2 separate regions of the Mus musculus genome follow, and region 1 is linked to region 2. Evidence: chromatin contacts called from public Hi-C data. All regions are on one chromosome and are shown on one strand. Each heading gives the region's core, a stretch centred on a gene start, on an enhancer-like site or on the middle of the called end of the contact. The rest is flanking DNA. Distances are from core to core; before and after follow the strand shown. Region 1 holds the start of Kmt2b (lysine (K)-specific methyltransferase 2B). Region 2 has its middle 11 kb from the start of Lrfn3.

Evidence for each region. Hi-C and Micro-C count contacts between places; a contact is called where the count stands out from the background.
Region 1: a contact with region 2 is called in a Hi-C map of uterus, with 3 times the contacts expected there. The contact joins the promoter of Kmt2b here to the enhancer-like site in region 2. A contact is called at or near these places in 9 of 39 promoter capture datasets (the C10 cell line, the HPC-7 cell line, cranial neural crest and 6 more), 1 of 15 datasets of contacts at CTCF or cohesin (embryonic stem cells), 2 of 484 Hi-C or Micro-C datasets (nephron progenitors and uterus), 2 of 115 datasets of contacts at active chromatin or transcription factors (both in embryonic stem cells) and 3 of 9 other capture datasets (adipose tissue, liver and pancreatic islet).

What each region holds. Positions count from the first base shown.
Region 1 is chr7:30,587,277-30,590,433 of GRCm38.p6, forward strand. Kmt2b (lysine (K)-specific methyltransferase 2B) reads right to left here and starts at 1,450. Exons shown (of 37, transcript NM_029274.2): 1 at 1,079-1,450; 2 at 1-51. The coding sequence starts at 1,441. Zbtb32 (zinc finger and BTB domain containing 32) reads right to left here. Exons shown (of 6, transcript NM_021397.2): 5 at 3,080-3,157; 6 at 2,405-2,931. The coding sequence ends at 2,654. Gm32082 (a long non-coding RNA gene) reads left to right here and starts at 1,503. Exons shown (of 3, transcript XR_003946734.1): 1 at 1,503-2,043; 2 at 2,243-2,329; 3 at 2,938-3,083. It overlaps Mir3569 (microRNA 3569), which reads left to right and starts at 2,104; the gene lies at 2,104-2,161.
Region 2 is chr7:30,372,058-30,375,373 of GRCm38.p6, forward strand. No RefSeq gene overlaps it. Among named protein-coding and RNA genes, the nearest start is that of Lrfn3, 11 kb to the left of the region's middle. Within about 2 kb of position 1,899, at least 210 of the 459 cell types and tissues checked have an H3K27ac peak or open chromatin away from gene starts, as enhancers often do. A contact at or near this core is called in adipose tissue, second pharyngeal arch cranial neural crest and uterus, where this site is marked.

The DNA of each region.
Region 1 (3,157 bases), core at 200-2,699, 210 kb after region 2:
GCGCAGGGAACTGGGGGCCACATCTTCATCTGAATGAAAACCCTGAAACTCCTGATTTAGGGGACCAAGGGTGAAGGGGAGAAACAGCAGTCAGTACCAAAGCCCTGGTTCCATCTGGGCTTCAGGTGTTGCAGATATGATAGTTATCGTCCACCTTAACATACTCCTCCTCATTTACCAAAGAACTTAAAAGACTGAGGCAAGGTCAGAAGGAATAAAGGTACAAGGCGTTCTTGAACCAGACCATTCCAGCACAGCCATCAGTAATTCACTAGCCCAGAAGAAAACACTAGAGGGTCTCCTCGAGTTAAGCAATAGGCATTACAATGAGGGCTAATTCCAACTTAAAACAAAGTAGGTCCTCCATTTACACCCTTGCAGGGCATTCTTAAAAATGGGGAGTGTTTGGGGGAGATGAGAGGTGGAGCAGATGGTTTATCATATTAGAATCCACTCTGAGCCCTCAGAGGACAGCTAGCTCTCCTAAGCAATAGAATCCACACCCTCCTGCCTTCTCCAAAAGGCTGAGAGGGATAAACCATGACTGCACTCACTCCAGATTCAAGACTCAGCATTCATTCTATCCCTCTTCAACCCGCGCCTAAGAAGCCTCCACCACTCTACCTTAGAACCAGAGAGCAACTGGGGCCCTGGTGGAACCAGGGCAGGGATATGTCGCGGATTTTAAGGGCCAAGGAGGCAGCCTGCAAGTAAGAGCCCAGGAGGCTCTCTAGCCTTGGTCAATTAAGGCCACGCTGCTGCTGTCAACCACCGCTGGTCCGGCATGCAATCCCTATGGCCTCTTCACCCACTCCTGTCCTGCTCTGCCATTGCTACCGCGAAAGATCAGCTCAGGACACCAATTGGGCTCCAGGCGTCTAGCTGCAGTCAGGGTTTCTCTGATCACTTTCAAAGGCCCTAGCTACCCAAACGCTCCACGCAGCCTGCTTCCTTCGTGCTTCTTTCCAGGAGCCCCGAGAATCCCACTTGTCCACAACACCCTTCGGAGCTATCCGGAGCCCTGCAAGCCCCTGGCCTCCGCCCTACCCGGCGCTAGAGACACCTCCGACCGCCTCACCTCCTCCTCGGATTCCCCGTCACTGCTCTCTTCCTCCGGCATGCAGCCTCGGTTCGGGCCCCAGCCCCGTCCCCGGCCGCGGCCTCGGCCTCGCTGAACTCGCGCACCAGCCCACAGGCGGCGGAGCCGGCGCAGGCCCCGGCGAAGACCCAGCAAACGGAGCAGGGCCGTGTCCTCCCCGGGCTCGGCTCCTCCCGGCCCCGCCGCGCCGCCACCGCGCCGCAGGGCTACCCGCACTCTTTCGGCTCCGTTGCCTCGGCCGCCGCGGCCCCCGCCCCCGCCGGAACCCCGCGGCCGGCCCGGGAAGCGGCCCCGTGCGGAGCCAGGCCCGGGGCAACTGCCGCCGCCCGCCGCCGCCGCCATCTTGGCACCGTGAGAGGGGCCGGGGAGGCGGGGGGAGGGGCAGCCCGTGCGCAGGGCCGGGGGGGAGGGGAGAGGAGGGGAGGAGGGGCAAAGCGGGGCGGCTGCGGCTCACGACAACAACCAGCGCCGCTGTGGGGCGGGCAGGAGCCGGGGGCTGGGCTGGCCACGCGCGGGGCACCACGGGAGCAGGAGTCCTGGGCCGGTCGGCCGTCACCCTCCAGCCGCACCTGAAGAGCGGACCCCGCGTCGCGGCCTGAGAGCGGGAGGCGCAAGGTCTTCTGGGGAATGTAGTCCAGTCGCCTTGCTCCTTCCGCCGACAGCTGGGGCGCGAGAACTGGGAATACCGGGTTGGCGACAGAGACCAGGAGAACCAGTTCCTGGTCTCCAGGAGGTGTGGTTCCCGGCTCAGACTCCTCCCATTGTTCTAGTCGGAACTAGCGACCTGCATGGACTACCATTCCCAGGGTCCTTCCCAGGGTACCGTTGGCTTCGGACCCTGGGAACCCGACGGACACACAGTAGACGAAGTTAGCTATTGCGCTAGGCGTTGGCTGAGGGGAGGGCGGCGGCGCTGGATTAGTCTCACTTCCAGGCGCAACCCGGTAGCCGCATTGCCCGGCGCGGAGGGGAGATGCTGGAGAGGCTAGTCTTCCGTCCCTTACTCGGAGGAGAGCAGACCGGTGGTCGAAATCCGGACCTCAGTCTGCGCTCCTCTCCAGCCCTAGACTACGCGCGCGGTAGATTGCTGTGGGAGGAACCAGAGTCTTGGGGCGCCTCAAAGCCACCTTTCCTCTCCCGCAGGGTCTGGAGCGCCTTTGCCGCGTGCTGCCCTCGGGAATTATACGAAGCCCCCCGGAAGGAGAAGTGTGACCCTCTGTTTATTGAATGGTGAATGGCCAGCAGGGGCCGCTACAGGGCAAGGGTGGAAACCCCCTAGCACAGAGGAAAAGTCTGGACTCGTCCTGACTGGAGCACAGGAAACTTTATTATAGTGATGAAATTGACAGTCCCCAGTTAATCTTCACCGAGTTAATTGTCCTTTAACTCGGGCTCGCCAGGCCGAGGCTTCTGCAACTCGCTTGTCCCGGAAGGGTTCGTAGCTCCTGTCTCGCAGTTCTTCTGTGGTTAAATTTGCCAGGCCGCCCTAGCTGAGCCCTTCTGCCTTTCATTCTTTGGACTCTTTGTCAAGCCAGAGAAGCTACCAACACCCGGTCAGGTGGCAGCAGAGGAGGTAGGACTACCGGGAGAGCTGGAGGCCCGGGTCGGCCTCGAGGAAGAGTAGAGGAAGGTGGAGCGTATGGTCCATCCAGGCGGCAGCCGGCTGGGCGAGTGGCCACGCATGTGCGCCTGCATGGAGGCCAGGCTAGGGCAGCCAGCCCTGCACAGAGGGCATCGATAGGGAGCAGCCCCATGTGTCCTCAGGTGCTTGGTCATGGCAGAGAAATCCCGGGAGCGCTGAGGACAGAGGCTACAGGAGAAGGGCTTCTCTCCTACAGGTGGAGGAGAAAGCCAGAGAAGGAAGAAATGGGCGAAGGCTCTCCAAGCTAGGGGTGCGTCGAGCAATAGGGCAAGGGAGGAGCTGGCAGGCCGGCGATGGAAACGAAAAAGATAAATTCACACTGGGCAGGATGCCCATACCTGTGTGGACTCGGTAATGTGTCTCCATCTGATGCTTGAGTGAAAACCTCTTTCCACACACAGAGCAAGAATAGGGCC
Region 2 (3,316 bases), core at 649-3,148:
GGGAATCTCCCTTCATCTGCTAAATCAAGTCCTGCTCCAGGGAGAAGTTTCCAGTTCCACCCTCACTATCCATCTGCCTTTGGAGTACATGACCTCAAACTTGATCCCTTGGAGGACAAAGTGAGCCAGCCTTGACTTGTAGGTATGTTAGTTGCAGGTTTCCCAGCACTGTGACAAAACGCTGTACAGAAAGGACTTGAGGGGGAATGACTTATTTTGAGTCTTGGTTTCAGCGGGTCCAGTTCACCATGACAGAGAGGACAGATCAGAATAGCGCTTGTGGAAGGTGACCTGGAACAGGGGAATGCTGGGACCTTGGTTCTTTTTTATGGCCTCCTAGCCTGTGGAATGATGCTCTCAATTTGGGATAACTTGAATACCCGCCACTTCTCTCTGAAGATGCTTTTATGGACACACTCTGAAGTGTGTTTCACCAATCTCCCAGGGGCTTCCAAATGCAGTCAAGTTGATGATGGCGATTAGCCATTACTAGTCTTTAGGGTAACGCTGAGGGATGATGGTAAACAGGTACCACACTCCTCATAAGCATTCCATCAGGAAAGGCCTTCCTGTTGATGATAACAGTGATGGGCTTCAGGGACGTGATAAAAGCTGTATGGGATGAATCCACCTAGACCAAAAGAGAATCAGCTTCTAGGCAAAGGAGCGTCTGTGTACAGATCTGTGTGCTTATGGAATCATAATGACTCCAGCTCCCAACACAAACCACCGCTGATCCAACGCTAATCAGACATCTGATTTGTATGGATAGAACCTGTGTGGATTCATGTGCTAATTATAAATGTAGGTTGGTTGTAAACTTTGTCCTTGGGATGGGGCTAAGTCCTACATTTGGAAAGGAAGAGCATTGATAATCCCCAACTCAGAGATTCATAAGCTAATGGCCATTTTGAGTCAATTCGTGCCAATGACAACCTCAAGATAATTTAAAAATGGTCTGGGGAGATGGCTCAGTGAGTAAAGAACTTGCTATGCATGCATGTGGAGCTGAGTTCGGATTCTACTACACAGGTAATTCCAGGGCTAGGGAGACAGATACAGGGGGATCCTGCGCGCGTGCACACACACACACACCATAATTTTATTTTTAAATAGCTCAAAAGGACAGTAAGATATTCGTAGTCAAAAGGACACAGACTTTGAAGCCTGACAGCCTGGGTTCAAATCCCAGCTCTGTCACAGACGAGCTGAATGTCTCTGGCCTCTTCTCTAGACCTCAATTTCACTCCTGTAAAAGGGTTTGATAATAGCTCGAATGACCGTTGAGAGGATTAAATTAGCTAATACGTGTAAAGCTCTGAAGCAGTTCTTTGCCACATGAAAAGTGCTTATTCTGTAATAACCAACCATACAGCCAACAGTTGCTGTCCTGGTTTCATTTAATCCTCATACCGGGCTCTCCTCCAATTTCATTACTACAACCCTTTCTTGGCTCAGGTCTCGCAGCCTCATCTCTGTACTGGCTTCCCAGAGGTTCCTGGAGGACTCTGCATTCCCAACATTGTCCCCGCCCCTACTGCTGTCTTCTGAATTTTCAAACGTGGTCCTAACGGTCCTAACAACTAGCTGCCACCGGGAGGCAGCAACACACCATGGGGCTGCCGTGAGCGCGGCGCATTGTAGGACATGTAGTCTTGCTTATCAGATAAGTGTCGGCTCCCGCGTGGAGGAAGAACTACATTTCCCAGAAGGCATCACAGACACCCTCGGCCTCACCTTGTTCTGGTTTCGCCCCTTTAGTGCTCGCCTCACTAAATGCACAGAGCGGGTGAGGCATGGGATGTACGGGTATGGTTGGGGGATGTGGAGACTGAGCGAGCACCTTGCCCAAGAGGGTGGCGCTGCGCAAGAGGCCTGCTGATCCCACTGGACCTTAGCGGTAAAATTAGACCGGAGTACTGGTTTAGGAATCGCAGATGTCAAAATTGCTGATTAGTCTGGAGAGTCTAAGGCATTCCTTACTGGAGCAAATAAAGAGACCAGCATTTTGCACCATTGCAAATACCCCTTTAGCCAGCTTTCTCTCCTGTGTTTAAACTGTCCCATGTTGGCTAGGGAGTCTTTTCTCTGAGAGCCGTGGCTAAGTAAGAAAAACGAAAAACAAAACAAAAATCTTTCCTTTCTTTTCTTTTTCTTTCCAACCATGCCTCCCCACTTTAAAACCCTATTATGGTAATGTTTAGCTATTCACAAAAATAGAATTATATAACGATCCTCCAAGTTCCCATCTCCCAGCCTCAATTATTATCAACATATGGCCAATCTTGTTTTATTTATTCCGCCTCCCCCAACCAATTAGTTTAAAGCAAATCCCAGACAGCCTATAATTTCATCTATAAATACGTATCTCTAAAACACTGAGTTCTTAAAAAAAAAAGCCAGCACATATAAAACTAACAATATCTCTGATTGTTTTTATAAACTATCAATTCTTGGTTTGTTCAGATTATAATCCAGCCGGGCAGTGGTGGCACACACCTTTAATCCCAGCACTTGGGAGGCAGAGGTAGGTGGATTTCTGAGTTCGAGGCCAGCCGGGTCTACAGAGTGAGTTCCAGGATACACAGAGAAACCCTGTCTCGAAAAACCAAAACAACAACAACAGAACAAACAAAAAACCCCCCAGAGTCTGTACATTTTATTTGTTGGGAGTTTCTTTGTGTCTTTTATTCTATAAGTGTCCCCTCCCTCTCATCTGTGTCCAATTTGATGGGTTTCTTTTTTTGTTGTCCCCGCCCCCTCCAAGATAGAATTTCTTGGTGTAACAGCTCTGGCTGTCCTGAAGCTTGCTCTGTAGACCAGGCTGGCCTCAGACTCACAGAGATCCACTTGCTTCTGCCTCCCATGCTCTGGGATTAAAGGCCTGTTCTGACTCCGGAGCGCTGGCACTAAAGGTGTGTGCCACTGCCACCCAGCCTTTTTCTGTAATGTTAATAGTGTCAGTGTTGGCTTTGAGTCTTGTTAGCCTGGTTGTTATAAAACTACAGTGAGACTTTAGAAAGGAAACCTTTCCTGTTCCCCCTCCTTCTTTCCTTTTCGTTTTACAGAAACGAATGTCTTTGTGTGTGCATGCGTGTGTGCACATGTGCCAGGGTACACACGTGGATGCCAGAAGATAACCTCGGGAATTGGTCTTCACTTTCGACTTAGCTTGAAGTGACCTCTCTCTGGTTTGGGAGGTTAGGTTTGTTTGTTTTCTTTTTGCTAATGAGTATGCCAGACTAGATGGCATACTAGCTCCCAGGGTTTTTCCTGTCTCTACCAGCCTATTCAGAGGAGCACAGGGGATTGCAAA